Regions from separate parts of the Anser cygnoides genome. Here region 2 is linked to region 1. Evidence: chromatin contacts called from public Hi-C data. All regions are on one chromosome and are shown on one strand. The core of a region is the stretch at or near the end of the contact, and the rest is flanking DNA. Distances in the headings are between cores, read along the strand shown. Region 1 holds the start of CPEB2 (cytoplasmic polyadenylation element binding protein 2). Region 2 has its middle 23 kb from the start of C1QTNF7.

Region 1 (7,023 bases), core at 1,271-3,770:
TTTTCCAATTTACATGGTACGTACAGTGCTGTCGCACACGGCTTGGCACTCGCTGCTCCCGACGTCTGCTGTCTACTCAAAGCTCCTCATCTGAGATAAGTGGCTCCTCTCTAGCATCCCCAGATCATTCAAGTCAGGAGCTCTGCTCTTCGGGCCCAGGTACAGGGTCGCTTTCCAGTGACAATCGGGGAACACGGTGTCCGAGCGTCCCAGCATCCACTAAGCTCTGGAAAAGCATGTCTCGCAAAACCCTGAGTAGCAAACAGTTGAGGTAACTGAAGGAAGGTTTACACATTTAGCCTGTTCTTACATATTAATTTAGGCTTCTGCTTTCACACGCTTTATTCCTTTCCTACTAGCCCAATCCAAAAATGATCTCAAACCTTCCCTGCAAAGAGGCAGCTAAAAAATAAGAAAGAAAGAAGGAATCGAGTGATTATAAGGGACAAAAAAAAATGAAAGCAACAGGGTGTGAATGGCAAATGGTCAAAAATAGGGAAGTGGAGAGGGAAAACAAAGGACAAAGCCCTTGGAAAACCAAGGACAGGGCCCATCACTTCTTGAAGAGAGTTGATCTAGTGGAGGAGAGGCTTGAATCTCTGGCCCTGGCATACACCAAGAACGAAGGGCTGCGGGGATCCTGTACCTGAGGCAGAAGGGACAGGAGTCCCAAGGACGCTTGGTTTGACTCAGCACAGCCACTCTTGTTTGTAGCAAGGTTAAGAAGCCACACAACCAAGGAGCACCTCCAAACTCCTGGGTAAGATACAGCCTCAAAATTTTTCCTCAAAATCAGCAGAGAGAGATCAGGTTTCTCTCTCTAAAGGTACCTGCATTAGAGTAAGATGAATCATGCTTTGGTAGCACCTGTCTTTTGTTTGCAGATGAGCCAACTAATTCAGAGTGGATGCTTACTTTATACATGGTTAAGAAGTGATGAGATTCCCCCCATGAAACTTGTTTTAATAAACGTGCATGATCGGAGTAGATAGCTACCATGGTAGACATAGGGTGTCATAGAAGGTATGAGTGTTCTTGTCCACCAGCAGAGGTTTAGGTTGGAAATGAGGAGACATTTCTTCTCAGAAAGAGCAGTCAGGCATTGGAATGGGTTGCCCAGGGAGGTGGTGGTGTCACCGTCCCTGGGGGTGTTCAAGGAGAGGTTGGATCTGGTGCTTAGGGACAAGGTCTAGTGGGTGACATTGGTGGTAGGGGGAAGGTTGGACCAGGTGATCTTGAAGGTCTCTTCCAGCCTTAATGATTCTATGAGTTAAAAGCTCATGGACACCTCAATAACTATTCTGAATGAAGATATTCTAGAATTTGGGCTCAATTTAAAGGTGAGGGGACAAAAACAATAGATAAACGAGTTCCTATGCACTTTCTAGCAATAGGCAGCTGGCTGCGGGAGAGAACAGCACAGCACTACTTCCACCCTGGTCAGATGCCAGCAAACGCCCCAGGTAGAGGACAGCTTCTGTTCAGGCTTGCACATAACCGAACATCAGGCGCATGACACAGAGGCAGAGGGAAGCTGGATCCTACCAGTTCTACAGCTCCCCAGAGCCATGTTTGTGAGGACCGGGCCATGAAGCAACTCGCTATTCAGAGCACAACCAGTACTCGGCCAGCAACATTTCCTTAGCATGCCATCATCGGCAGGGCCTCGGTCTGCACCCTACGTTTAGTTACATGGAAGACAGCTGCAGAGTTAGACTGGATGCCAACGTAATGAATAATGGTGGAGCATTAAGGGGAAATACAGCGAAGGAAAATATTTATCAGCTAGTCTTCTGCGCTGCGATTGTCTGTGTGTGGTAACCCTGCAAGGTGGCATGGATACCCAAATATACACCCCCACACAGACCCACGTTCACGTCAGAGATGAGCACACACACAGTATTTAATCTGCATTTTATTCACATAGAACAAGCCCACACCAATTTAAAAAATAAGGGATGTTTCCAATGGCCAAGGGTCCACTGGCCCAACGGAAAGCAGCCACGCAGTTTCTGACGGCGGCCACTAACAGATTCCTGGAGAAGAGCCCAAAAGGCCCAGCCACGACACGTCCCCAACGTTTATTTGTATCCCCTGTCCCCTCCTTTGGGCTCCCCCCGCCGCCATAACGGCCGGTCCTCGCCAGCCCCTCGGCTCGTGCCGCCGCGCCCCGCCCCCTCCCCACGCCTGCGTCAATGCAAATGAGGCTGGCAGGCGGCGGAACGAACCACCACACAACCCCCCTTTGTATCCCCCCTCTATAATAATGGTAGCGCCCACCCCGCCCGCCGGCGCCTCGCGTCGTTGGGCGGCGCGAGCCCCCCCCCCGGCCCGCGGGATTGGGCGGGGCTGCCGGCTTCATGCATTATTCATGAGGGAGGCGTGGCCACCAGCCGGCTCATTACCGAGGTCGGGCGGGCGGGGCGGGGCGCGCTGTGACGTAACTATGACGAATGTTCCGGCGTTCTTAAGGGGGTTGCGGCCGGCCGGCAGCCGGTATTGGGGGCGGGGGAGGCGGCGGCGGAGGGGGGAGCGGAGCGGGGCCCCGCTTCGGCAAGGAGGCGGCGGGACGGCCGGCCTCCTGTCCGCCCCGCGCGGTGCTCGGAGCCCGGCGGTCGGTGCCCGGCCCCGGAACTGTTGTGTAGCGGGAGGAGGAGGAGGAAGAAGAAGGGGAAGGGGGGGGTGGCCTGCCCCGGGGGAAGCGACCTGCCAAGGGCTCTCGGGGATGATCCAGCGGGCGGGCGCGGCTGGGAGGGGAAGGGCTGCCCTGACGGGGGTCAACAAATGAAAAGCAGGAGGGGGGGGAGGAAAAAAAAACGATAAAATAGGGTTATTTATTGTAGAAACGGTCAATTTTTTAAAAAACAGTACAGCGGAGGTTAGGGCAAGGGTTTTATTGTAGGGAGCGGGTATTTTTAGGCTTACGTAGTGGTCTACAGTAGTGCTCGCCACCCCCCCCCCCGGCCCCCCCCAGGTGAATTAATTAATTATCTTTGTCTCCAGCCGGGCGGGGTGTCCTCGCCCCGCGGTGCCGGGGCAGCCCCCGTCGGCCCATGGGGGACCGCAGCCTGCCGCCGGCAGCGGCCCCCAGCCGCAGCCCCAGCCCGCCGTGGGGTGTAGGAGGCGCTGGCTACGCGGGGTCCTTCCCCTCCCCGGCAGCCGCCTCTCGTTCCTCCTCCTCTTCTTCCTCCTCCTCCTGCCCCTTCTCACCCACCGCAACCGGTTCCTCCAGCGGCGGCGTGTCCGGTGTGCCGCCGCCCTCGCCGTTCCCGTCGGCGGCCGCCGCTGCGCATCCCCGCGCCATGCAGGATGAGCTGCTCCTGGGGGTGACACAGCAGCAGCGGCAGCAGCAGCCGGGCGGCGAGAGGCTGGGCAGCGGCCCCGCATCAGGACACCCCCCTCCCGGCCACCCCTCCTCTGACTTTAAACCCAGTCTCAGCCCCCACCAGGATTTAAACAAGCAGCAACCGCAGCAGCAGCCGCCGCCTCCTCAGCTGAGCCAGAAGAGGAAAGAGTTTAAGCAGCAGCCGCCGCCGCCGCCGCTCAGCAGCCCAGCCCAGCTCGGCAGCAGCCACCCCCTGAATAACCACCACCCCCCAGACTATCATCACCACCCCCCGCAGCAGCAGCAGCAGTTCAGCCACCCCACTGACAAGTACCAGCAGCAGGAGCACAGGCAACAGCAGCAGCAGCAGCTCCAGCTCCTCGGCGGTCACCCCCCGGAGCCGCCGCCGCCGCCGCCCGGGGACTACCCGCGCCACCGGCCCCTCAGCCCCGCCGAGCACCGGGCGGGCTCCGAGCGGCTCGCCCCTTCCTGCCCGCCGGCACCGGTGGCCGCCGACCCCAATGTGGGGGTGGCCGCCGCCTCCTCCTGCCTGAATCCGCCGCCGCCGCCGTCTCCTCCTCGCCTGCAGGCGAAAGCCAAGCCGCCCCCCATGGAGTCCCCCCCGAACAGCCACTTGCTGGGCAGCCCCGGGAACCTCCTGCCCGGCGGGCTGGGCTCTGGCTTCAGCAGCCTGCAGAGCCCGGAGATCCCCAGCCCCCATCACCAGAGCGGGGGCGGCTCCTCCTCGGCGGCTTCCCCTCCTCCTCCGCCGCTGCCCGGCTTCGGCACCCCCTGGTCGGTGCAGACCTCGTCGCCGCCTCCGCAGCAGACGCAGCAGCCTCCGGCGTCCAGCGGCGGCGGCGGCGGGCAGATCAGCGCCATGCCGCCGCCGAGCCCGGAGTCCGAGACCAGCTTCTACCCGGGGATCCCGTCATCGATCAACCCCGCTTTCTTCCAGAGCTTCTCGCCGGTGTCTCCTCACAACCCGTGCGCCGGGCCCTTCAGCAGCCCCTTCTCGGCCGCCGCCCCCCCGCCGCCGCCGCAGATGAATTTACCTCAGCAGCAGCAGCAGCAACAGCAACAGCAGCAGAACCGGAGATCCCCTGTGAGCCCCCAGCTCCAGCACCAACACCAGGCGGCGGCCGCCGCCGCCGCCTTCCTGCAGCAGAGAAACTCCTACAACCACCACCAGGTACCGGGGGCGGCGGCGGGGAGCCCGGCTCCGAGCGGGGGACGCCCGGGGCCGGGCACACGGGGCGGGCGGGGAGGCGAGGGGTGGCCGCGGCAGGTGGAGGGGCTGGGGCTGGCGGCCCCTCCTCGGCTCCCGCGGACCCCGTTTTGTTCTGGGGACGGGAGGAGAGGTGGTTTTTATTTTTTTTTTTTCCCCCCGAGGCTCCTTGTCGCCTCACCCTTGTCAGATCGAGCCCGTGGTGCTCCCCGGCCCCACAGCCCCTCACGGCTTGTGGGGAGCTGTCACCCCGGCTGACATCTCCAGGCTTTTGCCCGAAATCGCTCGGATTTGTATCCAAACGCAATACAGTGTTTCAGGTTGACGCGGTTCCCCCGCAGATTTTCCTGAAGCGCCCTAACAGTCCCCAACAGTGTTAAAATGGAAGTTGAGGACGAAGTAGGGGTTGGGAGGGCAGCCGATGGGTGCCGGTGCCTGCCAGCGCGCCGCAGCCGCCTCTTGCGCTCACCGTCCACCCGCTCACGAAAGGCCTAGGTTAGACAGGCCTCATATCTTCATTTTTCCTTAATTCAGGCATAGCATTATGTCAGTTTTAGGTGGTGGAGCCGGCTGGGTGAAGCATTTATTTTGACAATTTCAAAACTGGAATCTCCTTTCACGCGTGCCCCTTCGAGGTCCGACTCGGAGGCGTCGTGACGGGGAGCTGGTTGTCGTAGCACCCAATGCCCGCTTCCGAGAAATTCCGAAGCCATTCTCTAACGCTGAGGTGGACGGGAATTTTCTCTCTGTTACGAGTTGTAGGTAAACAGAAGCGGTGCCCGTGACAGTATAACTAGCAATATTAGAGGCTTGTTAACGTTTGGCATTATCTCTGAAGGTTCATTTCACAATACGGGGCTGGCCTCTCCCAAAATTCCAACCAAAGTATTCAAGTTTTACAACATAATTATCTATAATTATATAGAATGGGATGTTTGCCTGATTACTTGACCAAAAAATGTCTTTAGTTTTTTTTTGTTTGTTTTCTCGGGGAGAGCGCGTTATAATGCCTTCTTTCTGTTTTATCTACTGCATAACGTATCAACGTGGTTTAAATTTTTAAGTTACTGAAATTACAAGCTGAGGGCTGCTTGCAGCTAAGCTTTGAGATAAAAGTACCGAATTTAGAATATCCTCCCCTCACACGCACCCCACTTGTATGCTTGAGAAAAGGCCTTTCCAAGAACAGTCGGGTTTTAGAGCACTGAAGATAAATGTTGTTCTTCGCTGTCAGTCAGGCTCAGTGGGTCCACCTCTTGGTAGTACGGACAACCGCTGTAGGTCAGGTTTTAGCACAAGTTGTGCTTTAGGAATAAAAACTTGTCACCTTGCGAGGTTTTTGCTCTAAAGACAGTCTACATTGTGATGTTGAGGAGCGTAGTAATAGTGCGCTTGTTAAATACAGAAATACTTTGTACTGCTTCTAAATAGGGAGATAATTAAAAAAAAAAAAAAAAGTAAGCTGCAGAATGCCAGAGATAGTCCTGTTCATTACTCCAGAAATGCTTGAGCCGTGGTTTCAGAATAATGCATTTTAATGTGGAAATGTTAAGATAGCTTCTTCAAACAGATTCTCTTCTTTGCTCTTATATGGTAATACTTAGTGATACTCAGCGATACTGGGGGAAAAAATTCAATCTGCTATCTGAATTTTAATTTTTAAATACCTACTCACCAATCTCTTTATAATAATGATAATTTAAAAATGACCTCCTTGAAATTTTTGTTGTTTTTTTCTGGAGATCTTTCTATGTAATACAAAATAATGTATCAGTTAGGTGGTTAAGGCCCTGAGCCTTTTTGTAACATGATTTTTAAACCTAGGATTGTTCTACAGTGGACTTTCAAAGTATCCTACCGGTTACTAAAAGGAAAACAATCTGAATTGGTTACACAAAGGACTGTGGGAGGAGAGTGGGAATCACAATTTTTTTATGACTCTCTATTAGATTTTCTTTTTTTTTTTGCCTCAGTAATGAATTTATACAATATCAGGAAAGAGAAGATCATAGAAATCTTCTGAGCATTGACGGATTGGTGTTTTTTTGGTGTTTTTTTGTGAAGGATGAAAACATTTCAAGTATTTTCAACATAATATAAATGAATCTTTCTTTTTAGCCTCTTCTGAAGCAGTCGCCCTGGAGCAATCAAAGTAGTGGCTGGAGCACAGGAAATATATCCTGGGGAGGAATGCATGGCAGAGACCATCGCAGAACTGGAAACATGGGAATTCCAGGAACTATGAACCAGATCTCTCCTTTGAAGAAGCCCTTTTCTGGTAATGTCATAGCTCCTCCTAAATTTACTCGCTCCACTCCATCACTGACACCAAAATCGTGGATTGAAGATAATGTTTTCCGAACTGACAACAACAGTAATACTCTCCTTCCCTTGCAGGTAAGGATGGTATGTAAATGGTGCATTCATAGTCTTGTGTAGCATTTTGGCTTCCTTCGCTCTAAAGAAGAAT
Region 2 (7,023 bases), core at 2,950-5,449, 73 kb after region 1:
AATGGAAATTGTGCCCAGGGCAGGGAGATGCTGTTTATACTGTAGGTCATAATTACACTCCTGCATTTTGGTACTGTTTTCAATAAATTGTTTGGATTGCTGCATTGGTCAAAGGATTTCTTTGCCTCCATTTGTCAATCCTGCCCTCAAGAAACATAATTTCTTCTCTGAAGCATGTAAGAAATAAAGTGATCTCACGGTTTAGCATCTCAAATGCTTGCCCTGACCATGGCTGAAAATGGATCCGTGCCCCTGTGGCATCTGTGAGCCAGCACTGCAGCTCTGGGGGCAGACACTAAGTGCAGAAAAATTAAGTCTGACAGGTGATTTTGATGGAACTGATGCCATAACCCAGCTCCTGATATTTAGGCCTTCCTCATCCTGAGATATAATAATTGGTGGGGGACAGGTTAACTACTGTATTTGCATATTGTAGCCAGTTCGGGATAGACAGCTGTGCATTATTTTGAAAATGAAAATTTCCACCCTGACAATAAATCTGTATAGTAATTATCCTTATTGCTCTGTATGGTGGCCATCTGCAAAGGCGATCTGAACTAAAAAAGGGTGTCTCGTAAATCAGATACGATCTAAATTCTTCCAATAGTTTGTAAATCTGTCCAGGGTTTAGAGATTAATTGAAGTAGACAGCTTAATACATTAGCCTTTCACCTCTGTGGACCTGGGTTCAAGAGCTGGCTTCAGTCAAGAAGTGGAAATTTCATCATCATTGTTTAAGGACGTGGCTGACCATGTAAAGTCTGCAGTGCGAAGGAGCTCACAGCAAGCCCACAGCCATTGACGTGCAGCCCACCTGGTAACCTGCTGGTACTGCTCACAGCTCTCGGTCCTCTTAGTGAGGGTTTGCTTTGAGGGTCGTAAGCATCTTTGCTGCTGCTATCTTACCGTGGGGACACTCATGTAAGAACAAAGTCAGTTACCTGAGGAACATCAAGGGTGGCCCCGTGTGATAGAGCACCCTGAAGGATTTTTATTTCCTAAAAAAAGCAAGCCAGGTCATTGAAGGAATTGCACGGATACTGGGACAGATGAAGACAGGAGAGGACATCCGTGTCAGCCTTTTTGCAGTCCCCATCAGCCTGATGGAAGGTCTCATTCATTGTCACACCTCATAGTCCCACCCCACTGCTCACCCATACCCATGTGCACACGTTAAGTGCAATCATGGTGCTGCTGGTGCAGAAGCACTGGCAGAAGCATTGCAGAAGTATTGGCAACATATCACCAGTCAGCCATTGGGGATAGGAGGTTGCAGAGGCTGCCCATCAAGAACAACACAGCTCAGCCCTGCCCACCTTGGCTTCTCTCATCCCAGGGCTTGCCAAGACAGCAACATTGCAAAGAGAAGCTGGGGTCAGCAAGTGCTTCTTAATTTCTTTTTCTGTGTCTGAACAGAATAAAAAGCAGTAGCGTGCACCAGTAAGGACCACATTTCTCCTGGTTTCCTTTGTCTGATGGAAGACAGGGACACTGCAGAGGTCCCTGATGCAGCCTCAGAGCTTTGGTGCATTTTGTCACTCAGCAGTGACCCTCAGCATCCAGTCCTTGATGACAGGGAGGCAAAGTCTGCTTTACAGGGATGCTCAGCTGCCGAAGGAGAAAAACATAGCCAGCATCCACAAAGGTGCTCGGGTGGTCAAGTAGACCCTCCGTGCCTGGCCAGCAGTGGTTGGCCCTCGCCTGGTGCCACCAAGAGGCTGCTGCCCATGGCCCTGGTTTGTCAGCAGCTCATTTACAGTGGCTTAGCACCAACTGCTAGTGGCAAAGCACGTTGTAATCTGCACCCGCATCGAGGTGGGGGAAAGGGATTGAGCAATAGCAGTGTCAGTAGCAGACATCTCTCTAGGGAGCTAACCGCTCTCTGAATCCCTATTAAATAGTTAGCACATGGTTGGGAGTCACTTGACAGGACTGTCCCTGCAAGTCTGCCCGTGTAGATTTATGGTCCTCACACCCTTAAGACCACCCTGGAGAAATACCCATCCAAACATAAAAATTACCCGTGACCCTTGGCTTTGACTTGGTGACCTCTCCCTTTCCCCCACACATGCCCTGTCTGCTTGTGATTTGTCAGCTGACTAACGAGATCGGGTGAGATCTCGCTGTAAATGGACATCTGAAAAGAAAATGTGATTCTCTGGAACCCGTAAACACACAAAAAGAATCTACCAGTATGTTTCCATGTGGGTTTCTTTGGGGTCTGCTTGGAACTAATGTCATCCTGGGGGTATTAACCTTACAAATATGCATTCCTGACTTGTGCAGGTCAGAGGTGAGATGAAAAACACACTGTGAAATCCAGTGATAGAAAGCTTAATCATTTATTTTTTGCCTCGTATCTTTTCACTTGTTCCAGCTGGTTCGAAAGCACTTGGATCCTACCAGCAAGGATTACACGACTGAAAACAAACCTTTGCCAGTGGTAGAACCAGATCAGCAGAAACAGGACAATAGTCTTTTTCATGCCACAAAAATGCAACTAAGCAGCATACGGTTTCATGTGTGCTTCCACTTTTTCCCCTCTCCTGCTTAAATTATGAAATACTATTTACTAGCAAACATTATAGTTCACTTTTTAAGGGAATTAATATGATTAAAGGGTTGGTTGGAAGTGATGATTGAAGTTCCAACTATTAAAATGCACATCAGTGTGCAGGGAAAATAAAAAGGCACTGAAATTCTTTTCAAACCCAAGCACCAGGTGCGTTAATTACATTTCATTGCATGTTGGTTTATTACTGCGGTCACTTGTGCCTTATGATCTGCATTAACACCTGCGTTCTATGGATATCTTGGTATTTCACTAAACAAGATGAATATTGGCCAGATGGTGACTCCAGTAGGAAGCATTTCACATAGATTTCCCTGCTCTGCACAGTTGCCTGTAAAGGAATCCTGAATGTCACACTAAACCAAACCAAACAAAAAAGGCACAACACTAAATCTGCGATTAACTGCCTTGACAGTATATTCGCAAAGGACCAGATGACAGTGGGATCCAGGCCCTGTGAAGTGGTCCTCGCTAATAAATATCCCGCATGGGCTACAATGACATCTTTACTGTGTGCGGTTTTCGGCACCACAACATAAGAAGGACATAAAACTATTAGAGAGTGTCCAAAGGAGAACTACAAAGATGGTGAAGGGTCTGGAGGGGAAGACATATGAGGAAAGGACTGAGGTCCCTTGCCAGAGGCCCAGAGAGAGCAGGCTGAGGGGAGGCCTCATGGCGGCCTGCAGCTCCCTCACGAGGGGAGCGGAGGGGCAGGCGCTGAGCTCTGCTCTCTGGGGACAGCGACAGGACCCGAGGGAACGGCATGGAGCTGGGACAGGGGAGGGTCAGGCTGGGGGTTAGGGAAAGGTTCTGCACCCAGAGGGTGGTCGGGCACTGGGACAGGCTCCCCAGGGCAGTGGTCAAGGCACCAAGCCTGCCAGAGCTCAAGAAAAGTTTGGATAACGCTCTCAGACACATGGTCTGATTTTTGGGTGGTCCTGTGTATAGCCAGGAGTCGGACTCGATGATCCTTGTGGGTCCCTTCCAACTCGGGATGTTCTGATTCTATGGTCATTTGTACAAAGATTTTCTCCCTGTGGGGCAACCCTGTCTGGTACAGAAATACAGTTCAATAGAAAAGTGGGTCAGCCCAGGTCTCAAACACGTAGCCCAGATGACTTGGTGGTTTTGTGTGTGTGGATTGTGTGTTTTTTGACGTTGCATATGTGACCTTTCTTCCCTAGTACAGGTTAGTTAATGTACAACAGGCGTTCAACCCCAGAGAACTGCCACGACAACAAGTTAGTACCTAAACCTGACCACCCCTGGCACCCTACCCTTTGACCAAAATAGGGAGGATTTCAGATAGGGAGGAGAGGTGGGAAGGGACACACACCTCACTGTCCGGCTGCTACTGTCTGGCTCGTGTCTAACAGATCAGGAGTTACTTGCTGACCTGCACAAGAAAATGGCAACAGTGCTCAAATTCACAGTAGCATGGTATTGCACTATTACAAACTTGGTCAAACCTTCCAACATGTGCAATTAACACCAACATTAAACCCATGTTAGCTAGAAAGCCCAGTATCATTCCAGAGGACAAGAAGCCAAAGCACACGAATTAACTGTGCTACATTTCCCCCGGTGCGCTTCCACCCAAGGCTGCCGTTTTGTTGCAGACCAATATCCCGCTCTTGGGAGAGTGTGGGCAAATCCTATTATAAGTTAAGATTAACCATCAGTCAGAGAACTTACCAGTGCAGAGATCAAATATAAAAGATGTATGTTCTGTGTCATCTGTTTAGCAACCTTAAATTAGCTCGCACGGGTGGATCGTGCTGGCCAAATGGCAGAACATGTGCTGGAAATGGAAATCAGAGTCAAAACAGAATCCTGTGGGATACCCCAAGCAATTTTAAAGCAGCTATCTTATTACCTAGGCAATTTTCAGGGACAAGAAGAATTCCAACCTAGCCGACAGTCCTCTCTGGTCCCACCTTGGTGAAACTACTTCATTATTATTTCAGTGGTGCCTGGAGAGCCCTGCCTGACGCTCTGGATTCTCTGCAAAACCCCTCCCAACAACCCACAATAAAAGGCATCTCCTGTGATGAAGGGCTTATGGTTTAATTTAAGGCAAGACACAGCAAGTGGAAGGAACAAACAACCAGAGAGATTAACAGGGAGAGAGGGATGGAAACAGTAAAAAGCACTTGTCCCTGGAGCCCCAGTATGTGTACACATACATGCTACCTATTGATTAATGCGTGCAAGGAGGTGTCAGAAGCCCCTTAACATGAATTCAGGCACCCAGAAGGAATTAATAAAAGAAGTACAAGTATGGGTGGAGGGCTGCAGGATGGCATCCCCCATGGGATGTGCACTGGCCCGCCAGCCATGAAGGGAATCAGTGCATCCTGGACCTCTCCTGGGGGTGAAAGGAGAGTAGCTGGGGGTGGGGTGCAAGAGGTTTTAGGCCAACTTCTAAGGAAAACCAGACGTGCTGAGCCTACTTCCCCTCTTATTGCCACCCAGCATCACTGCTACAGTAATAGATTTTTCAGGCACTCATAACTCAGAAAGGATGCTCTAAAAGTGAAAAGCAATTTGCAGAGGTACTGATGGCAGCAGGATGCTTTTAGCATTTCTAGGTTTGTGTTTGCTCAGGGCCTGGGGATTCTCAAGAGGAGGCACGGTAATGCTAATGAAGTGCAAACCACTATGAAGGTGACAGCTGTAATCAAAACCCAGTGCCAGTTTGGAAGCAACATCTTAAGAAGCAAAGAAATAGTTATGAAGAGGTCACTTCAAAAAAAAAAAAATCTATATATATATATATAAAAATTCCTCTGGGTCAACAACATCACGTGCATCACTCCCACAGGAGGAGATTACTCCTTGCTCCTAGCCAAGGAGCATTACATGTGGGAATTTCTCATGCAACCTTGACAATGTGTAATAAAAATTCACTTTGAAAACAGAGCATCTCTGGTGGTGCCGACATGCTTTTGACTTTGCTCTTTCCTTCAAACACCACTCGTGATGCTGAACACTCATTCTCTTGGCCTATTTGTTCCTGGCAAACAAAGAGCAAATTCCCCTGGGTACAGCAATCCATTTTTAACGCTCTGTAATTATTTAGAAAAATGTTTTGATAGGAGCAATGAAAAACTGGGGCATTTCAGGTGTCCCTGAGAAAGTTCTCAGTGCATGATGTGAAATGGGGACATAAAGACACTTTATTTATGGCACTACCAAAAATAAATAAATAAATAAAAAATAAATAAATAAATAAATAAATAAAAAACAGAAAAGCAAACCTTTTCAGCTGTGGCATTTGAACCTCTGGATATTTGCAATTCATGGAACAGCCCCATCTGCACCTGTCACTTCCAAGTGCCAAAGGCACCACACTCCTCAGGGTCCACTGGAAAATGGTGAGGGAAGGGAGAAATAAGGACTTTGCTCCTTGAATGTTGCTAGCAGACTTCACAGCCAGCAATCACAGTCTGGTAAACTGTCCCTTTCTGAGCAATTGTCTTCCTCTGCCCTCCCAAAATCTATGGGGCTTCATATGTTAATGTACCCTTTTGGGAAGCCCACTGATGGAAGGCATTACGGCAGAAAATGTCAGAGTCCTTCAGAGGAGCTTTGCAGCACGATGAGTTAATATGGCCCAAAGGCACATGAGGTTCATATAGACAAGGAAATGTGTCTCCTGACGTCTTCTGGCCAGCAGAGAACGTCAAGGATGAAATCTAGACACTAAATGTCAGCTCGATTTTGCAACTAGGGCATATTTCTCTTTGAAGAAGGAATGGGCAGAAAATCACCTGGCTCGAGCCTGCGCCCTCGTCCCCACGCAGCAGCCTGCACCAGCGGCTGCCAGCTTCCACACGAGTCACATGCACTGCTTTCCCTTCCCCAAATGTTACTGTTCAGCTTCTGTGACGCCGTTTTATGCCGATCTATAGGGGTTAGCCAAGCGCATCGAGAAGGTAAATGGTAGCTGTTGGGTGAAGGAGGCATTATGCAGAAGAAGGAGTTGTGGGGAGGATATAAATATGAGTGATGGAAAAGGAAAATTAAACAGAAATGAAAGCATTATAGCTCAGTTGTCCTCAAAGGACCCGTTATTTTTCAGGGACTATGTACAAGTGAAATAGAGGAAAAAACATAGCATACTCACTGCCATCTCCTGGTGGACAGAGAAACAGCCCTGTTCCTCCCTGCCCCGCCAGCTGCCCATACATCATTTTTTGTCTGTTCAGTAACTGTAGAACCACAGATTCAAATGCTGTGGTTAGGAAAGGGGACTGTTCATATTTCAGAAATGCATCACATGCAAAAAGAAGAGATTCGGGCTGCCTGGGATCCTTTGCTGAAACAAAGGGCAAAATTCCCCTGGACTCCAGTGGGAGCAGGGTCGATTCCAGTGTTGGCCGTAGAGGTTTATGGCACCTTGTCCATAGCTCCTTCTGTGACTACTGCGGCTGCAATGATGTTTT

What was found. Hi-C and Micro-C count contacts between places; a contact is called where the count stands out from the background.
Region 2: a Hi-C map of liver shows a contact between it and region 1, with 12 times the contacts expected there. The contact joins the enhancer-like site here to the promoter of CPEB2 in region 1. A contact is called at or near these places in 4 of 7 Hi-C or Micro-C datasets (granulosa cells and liver).

Annotation. Positions count from the first base shown.
Region 1 is chr4:15,580,965-15,587,987 of Taihu_goose_T2T_genome, forward strand. CPEB2 (cytoplasmic polyadenylation element binding protein 2) reads left to right here and starts at 2,521. Exons shown (of 10, transcript XM_048046023.2): 1 at 2,521-4,517; 2 at 6,672-6,950. The coding sequence starts at 3,054.
Region 2 is chr4:15,652,777-15,659,799 of Taihu_goose_T2T_genome, forward strand. No RefSeq gene overlaps it. Among named protein-coding and RNA genes, the nearest start is that of C1QTNF7, 23 kb to the right of the region's middle. Within about 2 kb of position 4,200, at least 2 of the 3 cell types and tissues checked have open chromatin away from gene starts, as enhancers often do. A contact at or near this core is called in liver, where this site is marked.